Regions from separate parts of the Mus musculus genome. Here regions 1 and 3 are each linked to region 2. A link is a contact called in public HiCAR-type and promoter capture Hi-C data. All regions are on one chromosome and are shown on one strand. Each heading gives the region's core, a stretch centred on a gene start, on an enhancer-like site or on the middle of the called end of the contact. The rest is flanking DNA. Distances are from core to core; before and after follow the strand shown. Region 1 holds the start of Pot1b (protection of telomeres 1B). Region 2 holds the start of Sgo1 (shugoshin 1). Region 3 holds the start of Yju2 (YJU2 splicing factor).

Region 1 (3,308 bases), core at 712-3,211, 2.0 Mb before region 2:
TGAACCATTTATCCCCAAAGATGTCATGACCCACAGGTTGAGAACCACTGGCCTATGATTTCCATGGCATTTGCCTAAAATAAGACTACATTTTGATGCTATCAATAGAAAACCAAAAGCAAAAAATAAACACATATACTATTATATATCACTAGAAATCATGAGGAAAATGAGGTGTGGGGAGAGTTGACTTAAGAGCTCAGTACTGGCTTCAGGTGGTAGGGGTTTTGTTTTTGTTTTTCATTTTTATCTTGTTTACTACTCAGTCAACCACAGAACTGACTTCATCAAGTCTTCCCTCTGATTTTGTGATTTCTGCCAGAGGAAATGATGCACATATTTTCTTATGTGGTTTTAGGAAGAATTTCCAGGAAATCTGTACACAGACAGAAAATCTTGACATATCTGCTATAGATATACTAGAAAATATTGCCTTCCATCTCTGAACAATCTGAAACACACTTATGCTTAAATCTAACTGCAGCAAAAACAGTGGGAGTTTTCTGCCGAAGAACCAGTGGGTTGATACAAAGACTATCTGTCAGAAATAAAAAGCAAAATATAATTTCTAATATAAAAATAGAGAGGAGTTGATTAACATTTCTATTAGACCACTGTGGGTAGTATTAGGAAGTTTTAATATGGATGACACTAGCATAGATAAGCAGACATAAATAACAAACTAAAGAAGTACATTTTGATTTTAAGTCTCCTTTTAGTCTAATATACTCACTTCAAAATTCGTCCCATTTATATCATTTTAATGGGAACGTAAGTAGCAATGCCAATTTATTTGGTTTTCTTCACATATTCGATTCCATTGTGCCAAATTCTGACTTCATGTTATAGGTGGAATGTGCCCCAATCACACTGAATTTCTTTAACTCAATTACATGGAAATCACGTACATGGAAATATTCTTCTCAGTCATGGGAAAGATACCTTTAACTGATTTTTTTCTATTGATAGAACAATGGAGATCATTTCCATCCTACCATAAATGCATACAATCCCATCATTTTTGTCAATGCACTCAGTCTTTGATGAACTTTGATGAACTTAAGGGAGAAAGATTAACAGTTACAATTAACATAGGCAGTGCCATTAATGTTGCATGTAGTTTAAAAGAATGAACAAAAGACCTTCATTTTCATCAATGGAATTTCAAAACTTTCCCCACTTCCTGAAAAAAGTGGGTGGGTAAAATGAATAGATGTAGACTCAATTTAAACTAATAGTGGAACATTTTGTGAAAGATAAAAAAGTTATTCTGTGTTTAAAAATGCCTTTTAACCCGATACAAAGGGTTCCCAAATAACTCCAAATAATCGTGATAAACTTTTAAAGCCTACACACTTTTTAAAATTTAATTTTTAATTAATTTTTTTACACTCGATATAAGCCTACATACTCTTGTTCAGCTTTCTATATTCTGAAATTAATCATTACAAAGTTTCTAAACTCATGACAATTTTTCATCACTCAAAAATATAGTAAAGAACGATAAATCTTCAGACTAACAAAGGATTGTTGGTATTTTTCAACTTGCCTGGCAATAGCATAATAGCCCTAAATTGCGATTAAAAAAACAACAAAACAACATTGTTATCTTCGTCTATTTACATCGTGTAAAAGTGCATTTGGGTGCTTAACTTAGATTAACAAAGGGTTTTGCCTCTGATCCATTTATTCAACAAAATAGAATTTGGAGTCTCACTCGGAATAGGGTTCCAATTGGCTACAGGATTTAGGACTCTTTCAAGCCAGTTACTATCCTTTGAACAGTGTGTTCTCCCCCCCCCCCCCCCCCCCCCGCTAGTCCCCAGAAAAATCCATTAGGGGCGTGGAAAGAGGAGCAGCAGGCTTCCTACTCTGCAGGGACCAACTGGGAGGAGCTTGGCCGAGGCCCCGCCTGCCTTTCGCTTTTGTTATGGGAAGCACGAGCAAAAAGCGGGCGGAATGGTTGGAGTGCGCATGCGTGTGTCCCACGGCTCCGGAAGTCGAAGTCGCGTCTCTGCAGGTTGAAAAAGTTGCCGGGATCCTCGGTGTTCTGTGAGGTACTGAACGCTAGGGTGTTGGAGTTCTTGGTGTAATCGCTGGAGGTCGGGCCCTGGATGATATGAGGGGTCGTTTGCAACCACATTTGGGGTAGTTGTAGAGAAAGTGCGCTATGCGTTGGCGGCAGCGATAACCCGCTGTGTTCGGCATCCTCTCTCTCAGGGAGACCTCAAGCTTCAGGGGTGTGTGTGTGTGTCTGTGTGTGTGCGCTATGCGTTGGCGGCAGCGATAACCCGCTGTGTGTGTGTGTGTGTGTGTGTGTTATTGGGAGCCTCAGAGGCTTCAGGTACTTGCCCAGGTGACAAGTGTCAGAAGAAAAGCATGAACCTGGTGCACAGTGAACAGAGAGAGCGCTAGGATTAAAGGAACGGGCTACTACTATGCCGTGCAACAGGTCGGAAAACTGGCTTTTAAAAGTATTTTGATTCAAGCTGATACTTCCTGCTGAGGACACAAAAAGCATCGTTTTGCCAAAGTATAATTTGTTTTCAGTTTTTTTTTTTTTTGTTTTTTGCTTTCTTTAGTAATATTGAAGAGTATTAATGTAGGATCTACTTTTAATCTGTTTTTTTTCTTTGAAAAGTGGATAGTGACTTTATTAGTATGAGGTTCATATGAGTTTTAATCTGTTGTTTAAGAAATACCCATATGGTTGTTTACCAAGAGTCCATGGTGTGTGTGAGACAGAAAGTTTTAATATGAAAGCCAAAAGAGAAGTTGAAAGGAACTGTTATAAAACACTATCATGCCTGTACTTTTGACTAGGTAATTATTTTCCGAAGTTGACAGTGGGGCAGAGACTAAACTGAACTTTTTGTTTTGTATTGACTTGCCCTCATTGTCCTAGTTTATGAGTTTTTCATTTCACATTAAGAATTTTTTCTTTCTTAAATTGTAATTGGTTTCTAAAACAACATTTTATTTTGCTGAGAGATTGTATTACCGGGTTGAGAAAAAACACTTTGGGAAATTAATGAACTTCACTTTCTGTATCTTCAATAAGACTTAAGTTATGAATCTTACATATTTTTTTCCTCAGATTTTCCCCAGATGACTTAATATTTATTAGAACATGCTATATTGAATTCCTAAAAGTATGGTCCAAGTGAAATTCAGAGAAAGGTTCTCTAAAGATTAAGAAAGGGAATCGAATATCCTGACTGCCTGACACATCCCATAGTTCAGTATGAGTATATTAGGAGTACTGTGCCAGTGCAAGTTTTTAAAGGCAAGTGAGCATGCTTGCTGAA
Region 2 (3,325 bases), core at 604-3,103:
GACTAAGCCAATATAAGTGGGTACCAAAATGATGTGATAGTTTGCTGCATTTTGGTTCTGACAAATTCCTTAAAACTTTTGGTCACCAAGTTTCTAACATTTGTATGCTATTCAAATTAATACACAGCACATGACATGGTAAGTATTAAAGAATCTTTCAAAGGGTTTTTTAATTCTTATTTTTGTATATATGTATGTGTTCTCTTTGATCACGTATGCCACATGCTGTACACAGGTGCCCATGAAGAGGGCATCAAATCTGGAGCTGAAGTCAGAGGTGGTTGTGAGCTGCCTGACATGGGTGCTCAGAACTGAACTCAGGTCCTCTGCAAGAGCAGCAAAAGCTTTTGATATCTGGATCATATCCACATTTCCAAAGGAATCTTTTTTAAAAAATTTTTTTTAATGTCAGCACTTGGGAGGCCAAGACTAGCATATCTCTGTGTGTTCCTGGTCATCGCAGAAATATCACGAATTTGAAGTCTGCTTAGGCTGTGTAAAAAACCTGCCTTAACCCGTTGTTTTGTTTTGCTTTGTTTTGTTTTTTGAATGCCAAATAAACAGACCAAAACCAAACTTTTTTAGGAGATGGACATGGTGGTACACACATTTAATCTAGCATTCAAGAGACAGAAGCAGGTGGATCTGTTTGCATTTGAGGCCAACCTCAAATATATAGTGAGTTCCAAGACAGTCAAAGGTACACAGAGAGACTTCTCTACAGCGTAAGGAGTTAGAGGTCATCCTGGGCTACAAGAAGACCCTGTCTCAAAAACAAAAACAAACAGAAAACAAAGAAGAGAGCCATAAATGAGCAGCCGTGGAACGATAATCTTAGGACCCTAGGTAAGAAATTAAGAGTGTGAACCTTGTGTGATGACCAGCATAGTAAAATATAACTTGTTATATTGGCTACGTATATCTATCTACCTTATGGCACAAGACATCTGCCAAGGATATGACTTATGAAGCAATCACTCAACTGTGGAGGCTCCAAATGTCTTGTGGTAGGGCTCCCTGCTGCCACCTTCCCCTTCCCATTTTCTTTGTGTGCCTTCAGAACTACCCAGTAACGCTGCCTGATGTGTAAGCGTGCCGAACTTTTCTCAGCATGACTAAACCCAATTCCTTGACTATTATCAGGAACTGATAAAGAAGTTTAGATTGTTCCCGGGAAAGCACTTTAAAAAACGGATCCCACAAGATGACCTTCTAATTCAGTCACGGCTGCTGCACTACAATGACTTCTGAGGTGAGCGCAGCCGGTTGTAAATCTCTTCCGTAAATGCACAGGACAGGATCGGGCTGTCACTTGGCGTTTCTTCTTGAATCAGCCAGGCCCACCCGCAGATCTCGCCAGCGGGCTGAACCTGGAGAGCCCAGTCTCTCACATCAGTCCTTTCGCTGAGCCTGCGCTAAACGTGCTGGATGGACGTTTGCCACACGGGCGCGCCCCGGAGCACAAGAGCTGCGCGGCCTTGGGCGCCCTGACAAGCCACGCCAGGATCTGTTTGGATCTTTCGTGCTCCAACTCAGGCTTCAACTCGAACTCGTCATTCTCCTGCCTCAGCCTTCTGAGAGCTGGGCTCTCAGGCCTGCGTCAACACCCCAGGTCTAACCGGAAGTCAGGGACGCACCCAGACAAGACCCAGTCTCAAAGTCGCTAGATCTCTAGGCTGTGGGAAGGCGGACGCCGAGCCAAGGCCTCAATTCCAGCCTGACTCCACCCCCTCTACCCCACCCCAGCCACAGCTGCGCGTGCGCAGGCGCGCCACGTGATGCCATTCCCCGGGGCCGGGCGCTGCGTCTACGGAGAAGGGCGGGCCGGAGTGTCACGTGATGGTGTCCGGCCAGCCAATGGATACGCGTAACGCAGAATTTCGAATGTGGCGGCGGTAGCTGCGGAGCGCGGCGGAGCGGGAGGTTGCATCTGCTCGTCCGGACCTGAGTGGCCGAGGTACGGAGCGGTACGGGCGGCGGGACTGGAGGTATCTCTCCGACCGGACGACGCGTTCCGCTCGCGAAAGCGAGCACCCCGAAATCGACAGGGCTTTTGCTCAATCAAAGTAGCAAAAACTTTTTAGATAGGGGCCGGAGGAAGGGGTGTTCTCGCCGACTTGCACTGTCTAGCACGCACAAGGCCCGATTTCCATCCCACTGTGCTCGCGCACGCGAACAAACTGTAATTAACTTTAACTCTATCAGTTATTCATTCTGTGTGTCACTCAGATGTCTCCGGTGCAAACTTTTAAAACTTGATGGTGACCCACCCATTCTTATAAGAAGTCGTTGCATTTATTCTGTTGAACTCCCCTCTCCAATCTATCGTATATACACATTGGTAAAAATAAAGGGTTAGATAAGATATACAGTACCAATTTAAGGCTTCATTATGCGTGGAGGAAAATACGTCCTGGTGAGAATACTCAAGAAGAGATTCAAGAAAACACTTAACTAAAAGGAGATGAATCAAGATAGTTCTTGTGGTGACAATTATATGCACACATTGTGGTTGGCAACAGTTTACAATTTTGAGACCAGGAAGTTTATTTTGCTTGAAGCACGCTACTGTTATTAACATGAATACATGTTTTCTCAGCCCCAAAATTACTAGAGAAAAGCTGCCAAACAGAAACCCAGATATACATATAAATTGCTTCTGAACTAATACTGTAATCCTAAACACTAAAGGTTGGCTATAAACATTGTAAGAAAAGTAAGTCTGCTTATGGCTCATACATTTGTGGTCCCAGCTACTCAGGAGGCTGAGGTAGGAAGGACATGAGAGCTCTTAAGTTCAAAACCAGACTGGGTAACAGCAATATCCTGTCCCAAAATAATAAGTTCCCATAGAGCCTAGAATGTTGTACGCCTCCAATGAATATTTACTATAAGATGAATAATTGATACTTTCTGGAGTTATTTAATACTTTCCTATGAAATAGTAGAAGATAAGGTTATAGCAAAAGCATGAATGACATTTTATGGGATTTTTTTTCTTATGATGGCTTGATTCTAACATCTTTTTTCTTCTTGTTTTGTTTTAGATGAATTTCACTATGTAGCCCAAGCATAAATCTATGACCCACCTGCCTTAGCCTTTTTAGTAGCTTGGATTATTCTACAACACCTGACTTAATATTTCTAAGCAGAAAATCAAAATATTGCTTTTTTTGAAGTAAGTTTACAATTTAGTCTTTTGTAATCCCTTCTTGATGAACAGCCTATGTTTCTTAAATTTTATGTTTAAAAAATATCTGAGAAGTGTTCATTGGTTTTTTTTTTTTTTGTTTTGTTTTTAATTCAAAGACAAAGATGGCTAAGG
Region 3 (3,076 bases), core at 264-2,763, 2.3 Mb before region 2:
GGCGTTGCTGTTTTCTGGTGCTCAGGTCCCATACGGGCAGGAATGGGGTCTGAGAGCCATGTTAGCAGACGCAGGATACTCTGGTTTAAGGGATCTATCTGCTCAGGATTCAGCTTGCTGGAGCCTTTCCAGACATGAGCTGTTTGAAGCACAGTCATGAGAAGAGAAGTTGGGACAGGGAGGAGTGCACAAGCTTCCAACACAAATTATATAGTGTGGTGGGTCACTTTCCTACGCTGTGACATGCCTTCTAGGGAAGGTTCTAGAGGCCCAGGGTTTGCAGTAAGGGTGGACCCCTGCTGCCTATCACATGATAAGATTCTAGACACTCATGAGGAAATGGAGGCCCGACATAAATCAGACCTTGTCAATGGTGGCCTAACCTGCACTAGGGTACCACACAGGCTGCAGGGCACCATCCCAGGGCAAAATCTGGCCAGTGAATCTCCTTGGGGAGAACAGGCTCTGGCCTCTCTGTGTGCTTGGGAGGCTGGGGTGAGGCGCACAGGGACAACCACTCTGGGTTACTGGCATGCCAATGTCCAAACCCAGCACCCGGGAATTTGAGACAGGGGGCTGAAGAGAGACAACTCCCCTCTCCCCCAAAAAGAAGCTATGTGGACCACCAACAAGGAGGCTCTGCTTTTGACACCTACTGGCAACCAGGCTCACGAGAGAGGAAGCTTTGCTAATTCAGGCGGTAGACGGGAATGATGGTGTACAACTGTCATACCAGCACTCAGGAGGCTGATGCAGAACTGTGAGTTTACAGTCAGCCTGGGCAGTGCACACAAACGTGCTGCACAGACAGACATGAAGGAAAAACATAAAGTGAAAATAAAACTAATCCTTTAAAAAGTGAATATAGCCCATCTTAGGTGTACAAACTTTTGGTCTGTGAGTTCGAGGCCATTCTGGGCCTTCTGTGTACAGTGAAACCTTAACCCAAAGCAAACATTTAAAAAACAGATCCAGGAAATGGAGAGCAAAATTTTCCAAGAGTGGAGACTGAGTCACCCCAGAAACCCCAACATGATGTAGACATCTCTGCAAAAGGTTTCGGATATTAATTCAACAAAAGCCGGGAAGAACTGAGGTGACCAACAACATCCCCTGATCTGATCTGGGGAAAACCCACAAAGAAGCAGTCCTGCCCCCAATTGGGTAAAGTGACAGAAGCTCCGCTTCCCTGGTGATGATTGGTTACTCACGAAGCTGGGGGGGGGGGGGCGGGGAGAGGGGGAAGCTAACGACCGCCCCCAAAAATGTGATTGGCAAGAGTTTGGAAAGCTCCCGCCCGACTGGAAGACGCGCGTGCGTGTGCGTGCGTGTGCGCGAGAGGGGCTTGCAAAAGGAAATGACCGGAAGGAAGCACGCCTCGCCCGGAGCCCTCGCACACTTCACCCTCTGTAGGAACATTTAGACTCTGAGCACTTACGTTTAAAACTTTCCGTTCCGACATTTTCGCTTCCTGTCCAGCGAACAAGCGAAGAAGCGGTCCTCAGTCTACGGGGAGTTTCTCCGATTCAGCGCCTCAGTGTCGCCACTTCCTAAGCCGGCTCACTGGTTGGTGCCTACCCGCTTCATCGTTCTCATTGGCTGCAATCTTTGTCGATCCGAGTCGGGAGTGCGCTTCCGTTCCCTTCCGGGTGCCGGTAGTTGAAACCCGAAATAAAGGTTCCGGGACATGTGGATCCTGTGTGCGCTTATCTAGCACACTGAAAGGATGGAGAAAGCTGCCTGGGATAATAACATTTTCTCTCCTAACTCTGATCAACAATGCTGTTTGTTTTTTTGAGTCAGAGTCTCACTGTGTGTCCCTGGCTGTCCTGTAACTCACTATGTAGCTCAGGGTGGTCACAAACTAAAGGAGATCCTCCTGCTTGTGAGTTCTGGGACCAAATAATTAAAGGCCACCATGTCCCGTTCTGGTGTTCCTTCTTCTTAAGTTTCTTTATTTCTGCTGCTGGGGATGGAATCCAGGGTCTTTGCATATGCCAGGCAGGCACTCTACCACAGAAAACACCACCCAGCGCTCTAATGCTGGGAGGTAGCCTCTCACTAAGATGCCCAGGCTGGCCTGGAGCAGACTCTGCAGTCCAGCTTGGCCTTAAATTTGAAACAATCTTACTGCAAGCCTGGAATCAGTGACCTGCCTGGTTTTCATTGTGTTTTGTTGGTGGTGGTGGTGGTGTGTGCGTGCGCGCGTGCGTTTCTTCTTTCTTCTCCTTTTTTTTTTTTTTTTTTTTCGAGACAGGGTTTCTCTGTGTGGTCCTGGCTGTTCTGGAACTCACTTTATAGACCAGGCTGGTCTCGAACTCAGAAACCTGCCTGCCTCTGCCTCCCAAGTGCTGGGATTAAAGGCCTGTGCCACCACCACCCGGTGCGTTTCTTCTTTTATGAGAGAGGAACTCACCACGTAATCCAGGCTGACCTTGAAAACTCAGTAGTCCTCCCCTCCCTCTGACTCCCAAGTGCTGGGTTTACAAATAAGAGACACTGTGCCCAACTCTTTTTACTTTTTTCTTTAAAAAATAGTATCTTTGCTGTTGTTTTGTTTTTGTTTTTGAGACAGGGTTTCTCTGTGTAGTGCTGGCTGTCCTGGAACTCAGTCTGTAGACCAGGTTGGCCTCAAACTCAACAAAGATGCGCCTGTGGCTGCCTCTAGTGTTGGGGATTAAAGACATGCACCACCACTGCCAGGCTTAGTATTCGTTTTTTACATTTGTTTATTTATTATTTGTGCCTACAAAATATGACAAGCCCCAGCATTGAGCCCAGCCCCCATTGCTCCTCCTCCTCCTATTCTTTTGGTCTTTTTGAAACAGGATTTCTAGGCTGGTCTTTAGCTTGCCACCATCCTCCATCCCTACCCCCACCCTCGATATCCTCATTTCAACAAGGCTGGGCTTTGTCCTATTTTCCTCTTAGCTGAGGAAACAGGTGCTAGGGGTGTGTCTCCAACATTCTCCTACAGGTAGCTCCTGTGCCATGTCCTTTTGCAGGGCCTTGCACCTTGCTCCATCCTCTCCCTTTCTCCCACTTTCATGCCCCCCTTCATGCACTGTACCATGTG

Evidence for each region. HiCAR-type assays count read pairs that join an accessible place to other places. Capture Hi-C pulls out chosen DNA fragments and counts their contacts.
Region 1: a HiCAR-type map of astrocytes shows a contact between it and region 2, with 7 times the contacts expected there. The contact joins the promoter of Pot1b here to the promoter of Sgo1 in region 2. A contact is called at or near these places in 6 of 39 promoter capture datasets (the 3T3-L1 cell line, the C10 cell line, the HPC-7 cell line and 2 more) and 3 of 115 datasets of contacts at active chromatin or transcription factors (astrocytes, embryonic stem cells and large pre-B cells).
Region 3: a promoter capture Hi-C map of adipose tissue shows a contact between it and region 2, with 5 times the contacts expected there. The contact joins the promoter of Yju2 here to the promoter of Sgo1 in region 2. A contact is called at or near these places in 1 of 39 promoter capture datasets (embryonic stem cells), 2 of 484 Hi-C or Micro-C datasets (B cells and uterus), 2 of 115 datasets of contacts at active chromatin or transcription factors (acute myeloid leukemia and astrocytes) and 1 of 9 other capture datasets (adipose tissue).

What each region holds. Positions count from the first base shown.
Region 1 is chr17:55,711,289-55,714,596 of GRCm38.p6, reverse strand. Pot1b (protection of telomeres 1B) reads left to right here and starts at 1,961. Exons shown (of 17, transcript NM_028370.2): 1 at 1,961-2,057.
Region 2 is chr17:53,687,843-53,691,167 of GRCm38.p6, reverse strand. It overlaps Sgo1 (shugoshin 1), which reads left to right and starts at 1,853. Exons shown (of 9, transcript NM_028232.2): 1 at 1,853-1,957; 2 at 3,048-3,178; 3 at 3,310-3,325. The coding sequence starts at 3,316. It also overlaps the pseudogene Gm31532.
Region 3 is chr17:55,957,624-55,960,699 of GRCm38.p6, reverse strand. It overlaps Yju2 (YJU2 splicing factor), which reads right to left and starts at 1,513. Exons shown (of 8, transcript NM_028381.3): 1 at 1,439-1,513. The coding sequence starts at 1,462. Gm16712 (predicted gene, 16712) reads left to right here and starts at 1,299. Exons shown (of 3, transcript NR_108021.1): 1 at 1,299-1,566.